2 separate regions of the Mus musculus genome follow, and region 2 is linked to region 1. A link is a contact called in public HiChIP or PLAC-seq data. All regions are on one chromosome and are shown on one strand. Each heading gives the region's core, a stretch centred on a gene start, on an enhancer-like site or on the middle of the called end of the contact. The rest is flanking DNA. Distances are from core to core; before and after follow the strand shown.

What was found. HiChIP or PLAC-seq counts read pairs in DNA pulled down with a chosen protein or histone mark.
Region 2: an HNF4G HiChIP or PLAC-seq map of pancreatic cancer cells shows a contact between it and region 1. The contact joins the enhancer-like site here to the promoter of Pla2r1 in region 1. A contact is called at or near these places in 1 of 15 datasets of contacts at CTCF or cohesin (the NIH/3T3 cell line), 4 of 484 Hi-C or Micro-C datasets (adipose-derived mesenchymal stem cells, cortical neurons, embryonic fibroblasts and 1 more), 2 of 115 datasets of contacts at active chromatin or transcription factors (extraembryonic endoderm stem cells and pancreatic cancer cells) and 1 of 9 other capture datasets (pancreatic islet).

Annotation. Positions count from the first base shown.
Region 1 is chr2:60,552,021-60,554,749 of GRCm38.p6, reverse strand. It overlaps Pla2r1 (phospholipase A2 receptor 1), which reads left to right and starts at 1,442. Exons shown (of 30, transcript NM_008867.2): 1 at 1,442-1,740. The coding sequence starts at 1,620. Gm13583 (a long non-coding RNA gene) reads right to left here. Exons shown (of 3, transcript XR_374557.4): 3 at 1,734-1,962.
Region 2 is chr2:60,699,887-60,702,765 of GRCm38.p6, reverse strand. All of the region lies in intron 2 of Gm33436 (a long non-coding RNA gene), which reads right to left. It also overlaps a transcript of Itgb6 not described here. Among named protein-coding and RNA genes, the nearest start is that of Gm33436, 8.7 kb to the right of the region's middle. Within about 2 kb of position 1,550, at least 73 of the 459 cell types and tissues checked have an H3K27ac peak or open chromatin away from gene starts, as enhancers often do. A contact at or near this core is called in the NIH/3T3 cell line, adipose-derived mesenchymal stem cells, embryonic fibroblasts and 2 more, where this site is marked.

The DNA.
Region 1 (2,729 bases), core at 193-2,692:
TGCTTCCTTCAGAGATTAATATCAGCAACCAACTCGGTTATCTAATTAGGCCACATGGATTGCATCTGCCTGCCACAACTGATGCCAGTCATCTTAATGAGGACTGAATCTTCCCACTACAGGCAACATTCCCACAGTAGTGTGGTTCGAGGCCAACAGAGAGAAAGTCGGGGTTGGTGACTGCAGACTGTGTGGTATGCGGTGCTCACAACATGCGTTTTCTGCCTATTGTCAGGAAAGACTTCTGTGTATACTGCTATTCTATAGACTCGAGAAGTACACATTGAGTCTTCTCTCGTCTTCCTCTTCAGCCTTAGTCCTTCAATTTCCTTCTCAGAGGACAACCAGACATCTTTCCTTAAGCCATGCCCCTGATACCTCCAATCCCAAGACTTCTCAAGACTCTCACTGTGACTGAAGTATACACATCTTGCTAGCTCACAGAACTCAAGGCTTACTTAACCTCCACCAGCAAGCTGTCTAGGTTCCAGCAAGACTAAGGCCCTATCTCCCTCCGACCATCACTCCTGGCTATGCATACCTTGTAGGCAGAGGCATATTTCCTGAGTCTGGCACTGTAATTGTCGGTTTTGTTATTGGCAAAGTAAGACAGGTCCTCCAAGATCCCATCATCTGTCCTCCTTTCCCCCAGGTTCCCTTTTACTGTCTTCCCACTTCTGTTTTACCCGCTATGCCAAGGTCTTACTTAGGCAAGGGCCTTGTATCAGACTGCTTGCTCTCTTATGTATTGAATGCTTCCTGTATAATAAATGTTAGTTATTTGGCGGGGAAGGTGGGCAGTTAGAAAGACTGCGACTGGTCACGGTTTGGGCAGCCTGATGTTTTGTATTTATTTGTTGTTGTCTACTAATTTAGGGAGTAAGTTTTGTTGAGTTAAGGAGTAACCGAGATCCAGTCACACACCTTTCTGACTGGGTTCTTCAACTCTACAGTGTGGGATATTTGATTAGATGAAGATGATCTAAGAAAACGGAAGCCTGGGGTTATTTTAAAATAGGATAAAGCTGGATACTGAAGGTGACTTCTGGTTACTCTGGAGCAATGTTGAAGACCAGGTTGGGCCCCTAGGTGTCTCCTGTGCTCTGCATTCCAGAGGCATCCCGGGCCTGAGTTCACCCGGCAGCTCTTTTGACTCCTCTGCCGGCAGCCAAACCCTTGCAAATCCAGTGGGCAGGTTTCTTCTCCTGGAGAGGATTAGCTCGCTCACCCACACTGGGGACGGGTGACCAGGAATTGCAGCAAATCCGAGAGAGAAGTTTGAGCACTCATGGAGCAGGGAAGGGGAGCCACGGTGCTGCTTTAGCCCTACTTTCTCCTAACCCCAAAAGGCCAGAGTGTTTAAGCTGCACAGGGCCCGGCCCTTTTTCCTGCTCCCTCCCCAAAGCAGTGTGGGCGGGGCGGCGAAAACTCCGCTATTTGCGTCTCCACGCCCAGAGTCCCAAGTGTACACGCTGTGGCGACAAGGGAGGCGAGTTCATCTCCAGGGCTCTGGGATGGCGTGGTCCTCAAGAAGAGTGGTAGCTTCTCTTGCCTCCTGCAGCCTAGTCCAGAGCAGGGGACACGGTTCTGATTCCCGTGGGTGTCACCTAGCGTGCCTGATGGTGCAATGGTTAGCGATGCTGCAGCTGCTCTGGCTGCAACAGCTGCTGCTGCTGGGGATTCACCAGGGCATCGCCCAAGATTTGACTCACATCCAGGAACCGTCCCTCGAGTGGCGTGGTGAGTGTCCGCAGCGCCGAACTGGGGGCTGATTGGCACCCGGGACTCGGGGCGGAAAACGGGTAGGAGTTGAGCAAGACAAGTAAGAGCAAGGCCTAGTTTGTATTGTGGTTGCTTGTGTACTGTCCCGGGGCAGATGGGACAGTCTCTTCCGCACATCCTCTTGTCCTCCAAATTAGGGCGAGGTAAGGGGCAGGGTCTTGCCTTCCAGGCTTGCGGGACCTAGGAGAGTAGAAATAGTTTCAAAATGCAAACTTTACACGGGTTGATTAAGAGGGTCACCTTTCAGATAATGCTGACAAAAAGATGTCTTCTTTCATTACCTTCCAAAGGGAGAAGTTGGATCTACATTCTACAGATAACCCCCAAACAGGCCTGTCTGCTACGCCCCTTGGGGAGGCGGGGCTCAGTGGGGTGGACAGCGATGGGATTTGTACCTTCTGGTCCTCCGTTTCTCTAGGCTGAACAATGGCTCTATAATATTCATGAACCACTGACAAATAAGTTACACAGCCCCCGACACGCGTACAAACTGATAAATGCAGCATCGGTTTGAGCATCAGCCCACATACAGTAAGGCCCCAACGTGAGCATAGAAGGAAGCCCAAGGAAAAGAATCAGTGTCCGCAAGGAGCAACTCAGGCCCGAGTCTCTGAGACATAAAAGGTGTGTCCCTGAACGCGTGACTGTGCCGTGATCAAAGGCAAGCAGGTGGCCTTAAACCAGAAGGAGCCTCCTGGCAGCTCCTGTGCGTTCTGTCCTAGGAAAACCTTTGGCGAAGAGGCATAAAACAAGATGTAATCCAGTTCTTTGTTCTTTTATTTTTCCTTCAACATATGCACACATTTTTAAGTTGTTTTTTTTTTTTTTTTTTTCCCTCAGTTGTACTTCAGAGCACTCTAGGGGCTTTATCCTCACCAAGGCTAAACCACACCAGCTCTTCCTATTCTGGAGCAGCCAGAAATGCTCTTAGGTATTTTTCAGTTAAG
Region 2 (2,879 bases), core at 301-2,800, 150 kb before region 1:
ATGGTGTCTGCTACCTTTATCCAAGGCATGGAAATTTCCATTTTTCAGTCTCTACCACTCTTCTCTGGTCTCTACCTCCAGCTGATCTACATGGTGGCATCCTCCAGATCCCTGTGGCCACTGGCAAGTCTCAGTAGCTGGGTACACAAAACTCCCTGCTAAGGATGTTTTCTTAAAAATCTGTTGAAGTGGAGATGGATATGAAGATAACAGAGAGAGTGGGGGAGGGGGAAAGAGAGTTACAAGAAACACAGAGGGAGGGAGGGAGGGAGGGAAGGAGGTAGAGAGGAGACAGAGAGAGAGACACACAGACAGACATTTATGTGCTAGCATGAAGTGGGTGAGAATACTACTCCTCACACAGAAAGCCATTAGCGTCCTGACAGAGGGAGGGAACTGTAAGCCAAATGCACCTCTGGAAAGACAAAGGATTGGGCAAGGCAGTTCCTGTGTCTAAGGGGCAGATAACAGAAACCACAAACCTGAGCCAGATGTGCAAGTGAACGTTTTCTAGAAGTCAGACCAGAAGAAAGGAAAAAGAAACATGAGGTACTTGTATCTCATTTGGACCAATTAAAAATGATTTGGATATATAATGTCCTTTTTTAAAGGTGGTCACACTAAACCTTTAAAATTCGATGCACAGCTGATACTCGTACATCTCCACCTTAGACTCTTCACCTCTCATGGGCCCCATGGTTGGTTACATATGGCAACAGCATACTGAACAGACAGTAGAAGGGCAAGAAATGGTTGATCAACTTAAAAGTTTTGCCTAGAAATCCCCCAACCACTTGGTGGGGTTCAGAAGAGAGCAACCCTTATTGAGTCCCAATTCTGTGCTTTATTAAAATATAATAACTTGTTTTATTGTCACTTAGGCATCCCAGCTAAATGGCAGCTAAAGGGTAAATCTGATGAACTGGGCTCACGATCTTGCCTCAATTCCTTCGACCACTGTTGTTTATGCTCAGGGCATCTCAGTCTGCTTCCTCACCTCTAAAACTCGGAGTAACTGTATCTAGCTTAAGAAGCTATTGTAGGGGCTGGAGAGATGGCTCAGTGGTTAAGAGCACTGACTGCTCTTCCAGAGGACCTCAGTTCAATTCCCAGCAACCACTTGGTAGCTTACAAGCATCTGTAATGGGATCCAATGGCCTCTTCTGGTGTGTCTGAATTGAGAGATCGTGTACTGATATATATTAAATAAATAAATAGAAGAAGGAGGAGAAGATGGAGAGGAGAAGGAGAAGGAGAAGGAGAAGGAGAAGGAGAAGGAGAAGGAGAAGGAGAAGGAGAAGGAGAAGGAGAAGGAGAAGAAAGAAGGTGTGTACCAGCACACAAGGCCTTAGGTTCATTTTAGGGTCTCAGATAAAAAGCTAATCCTTGAGACCGAGTCTTTTCAGTGGAGGTTCAATGCACCAGACTATGGGTAAAAATCCTTAGCTACTGATGATGATACTTCACTTGACATGTGTGTACCTCGATTCCTCTTCGTATTCCCTGGGGACTCTTTAATGAGATCTAGCTCCAGCCTGACTCATGCAGATAATAATAACAATAAAGATTATGATTCCATAACCACACATATACAAAGTATGAGACATTATCGCTTCTACCTCAGCAAGTGACAAAATTAGTCTACAATTTTTCCCGGTCCCTGACAAATCTTCTCACCAAGTAACCTGATAGGCTGCATGAACACTTTAATGGTTACTGGCTCAGTTCTTTGATGCACACTGTTCCTGTTTCCAAAGTGCCTTTTTCTAGAGTGTTCCCCAGTCATATCCTGTGGCCTTTCAGGTCAGGTTGACTATGTCAGGCAGGAACTCTTCTGACCTCCAGCATCTATTACCTCACACACTACCTCATACTGTCATCAAACTACTTCAGAGATCTGTTTTTTTATCTAACTACCCAGAGGATTCTTAAAGACAAGGCCCTTGTGGCTACGTGTTTTTTGTACAATACTGTACTTAAAATATTTTATTGACTAAATACATGGATATATTTCTGTGTCATGAGGCTGGGTTTATAATAGATATTTAAGTCCTGTTTAATTAAATAATTTGGGGGTTTGAAAAACTGCATAGTTCTCTTCGAAGCCACAAAGCTCTGCCATGGTTTGAAGGTCTCCAATTGTCTAATTCTCCTGTCTCGGCCACATCTCTTAGACCTCGAATGTGAGTTACTCAGTCTTCCTGAGTTTCAATTTTTTTCTTTTACATGTCTGCTTAAGAGTACTAACACTGTGTGTTATTAATATCTTCGAGCAAAAGAATGAATTATCCTGCAAAGCATATGATCACAGTGAATCAGAAAGCAATCAAACTATATGGATACCGAAAACTTTGGCCCCAGGTGAAACTGAAAAATGAAATTGAAAACAGTGATGCAGCCGTGTGCACCTCTCCTCACTCAGCAAAGCAGCACAGAATGTACAGGGGCCATGAGGAAACTCTCCATGCCCTCAAAGCGATGAGCCACCATGTGTGAGTAAGGCTGAGGAGAAGGAAAAAAATGCTCCTGTGTCTGGCAGGCCAGAGGAACTCCCAGTTCTGGGAAAGATGATCATGACATAGACTTGAGTCACTTCTCTGCAGTTTGTCAATAAAAGCCCCTAAGGGACAGTGTGGACTTTAGAGATAACGTCATGATGACATTCAGGGATCTGTAAGTTCCTGGGGCTCCCATAAGGTTCTGTTCTCCATCTTCACCCTTTTGGAGGTTTTCATGGAGTTGGGAAATTAGCAAACACAGTGAAATGGTGACTGTTGGCAAAGCAAGGCTCCCTTTGAAAGTCTGAGTTTGAGGCCCTTAGAGACTGGATTGAAGGTTTTCATGAGAGCAGGCCTTCAGGTTTATACTTAATTGTTCTG